Linked DNA regions of Rattus norvegicus: region 1 is linked to region 2. The links are chromatin contacts, called in public Hi-C maps. All regions are on one chromosome and are shown on one strand. Each heading gives the region's core, a stretch centred on a gene start, on an enhancer-like site or on the middle of the called end of the contact. The rest is flanking DNA. Distances are from core to core; before and after follow the strand shown.

Evidence for each region. Hi-C and Micro-C count contacts between places; a contact is called where the count stands out from the background.
Region 1: a Hi-C map of Schwann cells shows a contact between it and region 2, with 3 times the contacts expected there. The contact joins two enhancer-like sites. A contact is called at or near these places in 11 of 12 Hi-C or Micro-C datasets (the A7r5 cell line, the Rat2 cell line, Schwann cells and 6 more).

Annotation. Positions count from the first base shown.
Region 1 is chr16:30,472,179-30,476,355 of GRCr8, reverse strand. Tll1 (tolloid-like 1) reads right to left here. Exons shown (of 21, transcript NM_001106081.2): 20 at 3,036-3,286; 21 at 470-1,669. The coding sequence ends at 1,535. Among named protein-coding and RNA genes, the nearest start is that of Tll1, 200 kb to the right of the region's middle. Within about 2 kb of position 1,760, at least 1 of the 93 cell types and tissues checked has an H3K27ac peak or open chromatin away from gene starts, as enhancers often do. A contact at or near this core is called in Schwann cells, where this site is marked.
Region 2 is chr16:29,954,415-29,958,623 of GRCr8, reverse strand. No RefSeq gene overlaps it. Among named protein-coding and RNA genes, the nearest start is that of Cpe, 160 kb to the right of the region's middle. Within about 2 kb of position 2,438, at least 6 of the 93 cell types and tissues checked have an H3K27ac peak or open chromatin away from gene starts, as enhancers often do. A contact at or near this core is called in Schwann cells, where this site is marked.

The sequences.
Region 1 (4,177 bases), core at 511-3,010, 520 kb before region 2:
CTCAGAGTCTCGTATATACATACATTAATATTAAAAAACGCACAGCGCTATAGAGCAAAAGTTTGTCCTAAAATTATATCTCTACAACAAAAGCAGAATGGGGTGTACACATGTGTATGTATCTGTATGTTCAATGTCTCTGTTATGGAAATGGATTTTCTTCTTGGAGTTCCTGATTAACATACACTATGGTGGACAACATCTCAAGAGGCTTGTCTTTAAGCAGATTGGTTTGATTGTGTGCAGGAATTCTAAGGCATTGGAAGTAGTTGTTCCACAAGACAATCTTTGTCCTTGTCATGATACACTCTTGAAATATCTAAGAAGTCTTGAGTCTCCTTTGCCAGCTACACAGAGGGAGGCATTCATAGTACACAGGCATTTGGCTCAAAGGTCAGAGACTTATTGTTGCTGCTGTTTTAATGTTTATGGAATAGCACCATAGGAAATATGTCAGAAACAAATCATTTTCCACCCAATATTGTATTTTTGAAACTGAATTTCAAGAAGAGAACAAAAAATAAAAGAGATAGATTTAATTTCTCCCAAACTCTACTTTCACTCCATCTCATCATTTTTAAATATAGTAACAACATCAATAACAATATCCAAAATAATAACATATCAACACATTAACAATAAAAGAAAGACCATAGCAGCAGCAGTAGTAACTGGAATAAGAAACATCCAGGCAGTCATTTGGAAGATGGCTGCACACACCTCGTTGAAATTTTATCTTAAAGTTTATAAGACATAGTGAGTTTCTCGGATTTGGTGTGACTATTCAGCACTTCCCCAGAGAAAAATGAGTTTACTAATGAACTGGGTATTATCCAGTAATTAAATATGATATCTAGGGATTAACTGCATTGTAGACACTATACATAGTTCAAACTTCTCAAGATATAGATACAATGAAGTGGTCACGAAATCATTTGTGTGAACAGGTTAAGCTGGCCTGCACTTGAAAATAATGAAGATGAAATATTCCAGTTTCCAAACACACACACACACACACACACACACACACACACACACACACATACACACAAATGAACATACACAAACACACATCTACTTTTAAATGACGAATCACCTTCCAAAGACCACTATTCCACATTACCCTTCAAGAATTTGGTTTACACTGTCTGACCTACAAAGTCTAAGCAAACATGCTGAGACCCAAGAAGTGGGTTTCCAAACTATGATCTGTCCGATCATTTTTTATCCCCAGATCTTGAAAAAGTAGTCAAGAAATCACTCCAGAGATTCACAGCCCATGAAGTGAATTGTCCAAAGTGTGAGGCATCTATTTCAAGCTGTTAATCTTCCTTGAACAAGCATGACTTTCAAACATCCTTGCAATGCCAATCAGGTTTTCTGGAAAATTCTCTTTGACTTTGGAGATATCTTTAATCTTGCAGGTTTCTCTTGTTCAGATTCATTATATAAAACAATTGTACTAATATTGTCGATTTTAAAAATGTCTTCTTTCCATATGCACATTCCTTTCTGTTCTGAGGGAGGGTTGGCGTTAGTTCTCGGCATGCATGGTTTCTGGGTATCTTATACTTTTATATCTTATATAAAATCCTTTCTTGTTGATAGTGTCATCTGTGTGAAAATGAATTAAAGCCACATCTCCAATGGAATAGATTTCTTCTGGTGGCTGAAAGAAAAGGCAAATAAAGCAGAAATGAGAGAAGAATGGGCCATTGTTTCATGTCGTGTGCACGCTCTCATCATTCAACCCACCCAGCAACCTAGCAAGCACTATTGGTCTGCTCTCACAAAGCTGAGAAAGCATGAGATTTAGAGAGGAAGCTGGCATGCCGAAGAGCTCATATTTTAAAGACATTTTAATGTACCCCTAAATTCCAGAAATTTCAGTAAGATTTGGGTTTTTTAAAACTGTAATCCATCTTCTGTTCATTTTTATGTAAATAAAGGAGATTACAAAACAGTAAAGAGATATGCAGAGGTTATTGTGAACTAAGCCACTTGTGGAATCTAAGTCTTCATTTTCTTCCTCGTTTAATAGCCTAGAACAGTCCAAGAAGCTCTTTTGTTACAAGTGTTATTTTGGTAGAAGTTTGATATTATTATTATTATTATTATTATTATATTATTATTATTATTTAATTTATAGATAAGAGTTGAGACTCAGAGAGTCAGGGGGTCAAGCAAAATACACAGGAGAATAGTCTAAATTTGAATGCAGTGAGTGCTGGGGGAACTAGAGAAAACCAGAGTGTTTCCCATGTGGCCTCTCCCCTACCTATCTCTGTACTGTACCTCTGCATGCAGGTCAGTGGAGGAGCATTCTGCATTGCTGGAACTAAACTAGTGGCTGGCCCTGCCACTCTGACCAAAAGGATCTATCTATCATCTCTCTCTCTCTCTCTCTCTCTCTCTCTCTCTCTCTCTCTCTCTCTCCCCCCTCACTCCCTCCTCCCTCCTTCCCTCCCTCCATCCCTTTCTCTCTCCCCCTCTCTCTCCTCATTATATATGAATGTTCTACATGCATACCAGAAGAGGTCATCAGATCCCATTGCAGATGATTGTAAACCACCATGTGGTCGCTGGTAATTGAACTCAGAACCTCTGGAAGTGTATATAGTGTTCTTAACCTCTGAACCATCAAAAAATTGAATGTAAACTGGAGAGATATGGATTTTTTCTCTTATGCTTTAATTTCAGAGGGAACAATGTTGTCAAGGTTGTGTTCTTGTATATATTGGTTTTGGATTACTGATCATTTAGACAGTCACTGCGCAGTGAAAAGTTAGAATACGGAAAGTGACATAAGACCGGAACAACTAAGTCCATATACTCACACAAATTATAATGCAAACTCTTCAGAAGTGGACAGATAGGATGATAGGAAAGCCATGTTAATTTTATTGAGCCATCATTAAGAATACAGTATGACTTTATTTCAAAAATCCTTCCAGTTTGTAATATTATATAGAGTAACCACTGGCTGATAGGCTTCTCATTAGTTGATTATGGGACCCTGTTGGTAGCCTACTTACCCCTGAGCCACAGAATCTACCAAGACCCACAGCTTTGGAATTGAGACCATCAAAGACTTCAACATAGTCATAGCCACAGTCGGCTTCTTCTTCTACTTCGAAAGTCTGGAAGGACAATTCAAGCCGAGAGCCTTGTTCTGACACCAGCAACCATTCACAATCCAGTTGTCCTGGGTAATTATTATCACCAAACTGAGCATGAGAGTACAGATCTTTGGGCTTCCGCTCTGCTTTCAATCGACCTCCACATTCTGTTCAAGGGAAGAAAGGAATAAGGTTGGTGAGCTTGCACCATCCAGCTCTATTTCAGTGGAGTCTGCCCAACCTCTAACACTGTTTCCACATCCAGGATTAAGTGTGTGTTTGAGATAGAGATTCAGACAGTGTCATGTGTATATGCAGGAATACCACATACAGCCTGTCTGTCTTAGGAAACTAGCTTAAACATCTAACTATGAGACTACGAGCACTCAAGATCATGTCTCTGATCCTTATTTTCCCAAAGACAAAGTACATGTGCTAATGACACCAATCTTTGTGAGTTTTCAAATGTAATACACAAAAGTCACCCAGAAGAGTATCTGTCACATAATTTGCTCAATAGAACTATGGAAGATACATCTGATAATGTTTTTAGTTTCAAAAATCATTCTCTTCATAATGAAAATTTAGAATTCATATATATATATATTTGCTGTATAGAACTTTATATAATACTTGTACAACATTATTATACATATACAACAATATTATTTGAGTAGTAATATCATCTCACACAATCAGCAAAAGAACACACAATTCATCACAGATTCAGTCCAGGTAAAATTGGTGTATTTGATATAATACAATTTTTCAGTGTTTTTAGAGAAATACATATCACTTCTGTGCACTGCCATCATCACCCATACAAAATATATCAGAGAACTAAAGCTGTGAAGATAGAATGTCTTAGTTCTTCTAATTCAGAGAAAGGGATGGTCCCCAAACTTTTTAATAGTTCACTATGGTCAGAGGCTTCAATTCACTATGACAGAGATCAAGTAGAAGCATCAGGAGCCTAAAGTAACTTAACAAGCATCTGTGACAGTCCTCAGAACTAGAAATTTCAAAGCTGAGACCAGGAGATTCCCCCAGAAAATACA
Region 2 (4,209 bases), core at 1,189-3,688:
AATGGCTATGACATCTCACCCTCAAGGTCTACAATCTACCTCACAATGGCCCAAAGAGTCCAAGATGCTATCCAATCCTATGCCAAAAGTCCGAGAAGCAAAAGAAGGAAGATGGCATCTTTCTGTGAAGGGTAAACAATTTGGAGTGTCATGCTGACTAGATTTAGGGATGCTTAAAGAATAGGTATAATACTATTGATGCTATTTCTGTGAGAGTGTTTCCAGAAAAGGATGTCATGTGGTAAACTGAGTAGGAGATCCATAGACCCCAGGATATGGGTTGACATATTCTGGCAGCTACAGATGGAGCAGAAAGCAGAAAAAAAAAGATAAGGCCTATCTTCCTCCTCCTCCTCCCAGCTCCTCCTCCTCTTCCTCTCCTTCTTCCTCCTCTCCTTCCTCCTCCTCCTCTCCTTCCTCCTCCTCCTCCTCCTCTCCTTCCTCCTCCTCTCCTTCCTCCTCCTCTCCTTCCTCCTCCTCCTCTCCTTCCTCCTCCTCCTCTCCTTCCTCCTCCTCCTCTCCTTCCTCCTCCTCTCCTTCCTCCTCCTCCTCTCCTTCCTCCTCCTCCTCTCCTTCCTCCTCCTCCTCCCAACTCCTCCTCTCCTTCCTCCTCCTCCTCTCCTTCCTCCTCCTCCTCTCCTTCCTCCTCCTCCTCTCCTTCCTCCTCCTCTCCTTCCTCCTCCTCCTCTCCTTCCTCCTCCTCCTCTCCTTCCTCCTCCTCCTCCCAACTCCTCCTCTTCCTCCTCTCCTTCCTCCTCTTCCTCTCCTTCCTCCTCCTCTCCTTCCTCCTCCTCCTCTCCTTCCTCCTCCTCCTCTCCTTCCTCCTCCTCCTCTAATTCCTCCTCCTCCCAACTCCTCCTCCTCTCCTTCCTCCTCCTCCTCCCAGCTCCTCCTCCTCCTACTCTTCTTCCTCCTACTCTTCTTCCTCCTCCTCTCTTTCTTCCTCCTCCTCTTCCTCCTCTCATCTTTCTCTTGTCTCTCTTCCAGTTCTCTCTTCTTCCTCTTCCTCCTCCCCCTCCCTTCTTCCTTTTTCTCTTCCACCTCTTTCTCCGTGCTCAGTTCTTCTTTGATGAGGAAGCATGTTTTCTGATGCTACTTCTCTTAAATTCTAGGTTCTACTATGAGCTGCTGGGGCTTGTTCAATGATCTTCTCTGCTAAATAGATTTATGTCAACTTGACACAAGCTAAAGTCATTTGAGAGCGGGGAACCTCAATTTTTAAAAAATGCCTCTGTAAGATTTGGCTGCAGGAAAACCTGCAAGGCATTTTCTTAGAGATTGATTGAGAAAGGGCTCAGCCCATTGTAGGTGGTGTCATCCCACCATTGGTGGTCCTAGGTTTCACAGGAAGCAGACTGAAAAAGCCGTAGAGATCTAAGCCAGTAAACAGCACCTCTCCATGGTCTCTGCGTCAGCTTCCGTCTTCAGGTTCATGCCCTGTGTGAGTTCCAGCTTTACTTCCTTCAGTGATGAACACTGATATATAAATATAAGTCAAATATAGTCTTTCCAACCCCAAGTTGCTTTGGTCATGGTGTTTTATTATAGCAGTAGTAACCCTAACTAAGACACCCTCTTAATATTTGTGGACTTTGATCCTTGAACTGATGGCTCTGACTTCTGAGTCATAGTTGCTGGGTCTATAGAGAAGAGGAACTGTTCCTCTTCTATGATCATGGGAAACAATGTCCTAATAAATCTCCTCACATGCACATCTAGAAAGTGCCAGCTAACATACCCTGCTTTTGTTCAGTTCAAAGGTCAGAAATACTAGAGTCTCAGCTCACTGTAGTCAAGTAGTAGGAGTCACAGACTACTCAAAGGAAGGTCAGACTCTCAACTCCATATGACCGCAACTGGCTTCATGGAGACCTTTCACAGTCTATGGATTTAAATGTTGATATCATCCAGAAAGACTCTCACAGACACACCCAGAGTAATTATTGACCAAAAGTTTGAATATACCCAGTCACATTGACCACCGCATTAACCATAAAGGAAAAGTTAGATAGAGTCAACCACATTTAAATTAAGAACCCTTCATCCAAAAACAACACAGGCAGGATAAAAACAAGCCACAAACTACAAAAGGACAATTGTAACTTAAGTGATGGTGTTAGTCATCTTGGGTTGCTATGACAGAATGACAAAATGCCAGTGACCAGGAAAATGCCCAACATTCATTTCTCACAATTCTGAGCTCAAGACGCTGGCAGATTCTAGGTTTAGGAATCTCTCTCTCTCTCTCTCTCTCTCTCTCTCTCTCTCTCTCTCTCTCTCTCTCTCTCTCTCCCCTTCCCTCTGGTTAGTAGACAGTTGCTTCTTGTTATTTGGTTGAGAAAACAATCACTTCCCTCACTCTCTAAGGGTTTACATCTATCATTAGGAGTCCCACAGTCATGACCCTGCCTAATCAAATTACAGTGGGAGCTCCTGCTACCACTGTATGGGGTAAGAGTTACAACATATAAATTTTAGGAGAACATAAATATGCAGAGCATGACAGTGGCCAAGTGAGGATTAATATCCAACATATGTAAGCAACTCTCATGAATCAACCTCACTCTTAATCAAAGAAATGAAATTAAAACCAGAGGAAGGAGATAGTCTTTCCTACCACAAATTTGCTAAAATAATGCCATGGGCTGGTAAAAATAAGGAGCGGCAATAATGTAGTCTAGGGAGGAGAATAACTAGTGTCATTATTGTGGGAAATTACTCAGCAGTATACGTACTAGCAATGTGGAGTGAGCACTTAACTTCTGTCCTGAAATTCCACTTCTGGGAAGATGCCCAAAGATCCAAGACAGCACTTATCCCCGTGCAATGAGTCAAGCACAGAAACATTTTTATCAACAGTGTCCGTGTGTGTGTGTGTGTGTGTGTGTGTGTGTGTGTAAAATGAGGTAATGAATTACTGAAGAATGGGATGATGGTGATCATGATAATATTAAAAATGACAATACTAGCTAATACATAAATTGTTTACTGTTATCAAGCCCTATCTAGCTGTTATCTAAATGCAATTTAGTCCCAGACGAATCTGATCTAAGGAAAGAATGAGGAGTATGTGAAATATTTTCAGAACCAGCAGCTCTCATTTCTATGCCAATATATAGTGAACACGGGAAAGAGATTTCCAATAAGGAGTTAAATAGTGGCATATTATTGAGTAGGCTAATGTGATTCCAGTGACAGGGAAAATAGGAAGTAGCATAAACCTAACATGTGAAAGTAATTTTTCAAACCATATACATCAATCGTGAGATTATTGGCTTGAAATAAAAATGGGAATGAATGAAGATGGAAGATATAAAACACCAGGGAAGCCATCAAAACTCTCAAGAGTCACCCGGCTCCAGACTGGCTCGGACGCCACAAAGGAAATCCTAAGATCTCCTTAACGAGAAATAGGCCGTGTCCCTACACATGGCACTGAGTGGAGGAGGAAAAACTGAGAATCATTAAGTTGCCTTGGTCTATTGCCGACAGAATAAATTTAATGAAAATACAGTTTACATACTATCCCATCAGTACCCTGTGTGCATGGGCAATCGAAGAAACTAAGTAGATCAATGTTAGTGGAATTTAAATGATCAGTGATTTTTAAATCCCAGAGGAAAGATAAATGGTGGGGAAGCCAGGCCTCTGTGATCACTCATTAGAATGCCACTCACCAATCTGCATACGCCTTCCATTAGCCCTGAAGTCGGTGCCACAGCTCTGCAGGGATAAACACATACCTCTCTGGTGATCATGGTTTACAGAAATACGTTTCTCCATAATGTTCATAAATAGCCAAGATCTACATTAAAATAAATATGTCCCTTATGTTCTATTCACACGCTGGAATTGTACTTGGTAATGATTATAAAACTCCATTTAGCAGTTTACAGGAAACAAGTTGCTCACCTTCCTAAGGGCTGAGCTCTCTTCCACAGCAAGCTGGGTGGGAAAATGGTACCCAGGACTGCGCATACTTGTCAAGCAAGTTTGAAAAGAAATGGTGCTGGGGGGTTGGGGATTTAGCTCAGTGGTAGAGCGCTTGCCTAGCAAGCGCGAGGCCCTGGGTTCGGTCCCCAGCTCCGGAAAAAAAAAATAATAACAAAAAGACCAAGAAATGGTGCTGGACTGAGAAGACTATATTTTAATTCGTGTATGGGTCATAAGTATATGTGCAGGATATAGGTCATACAATTGGAAAGAAGT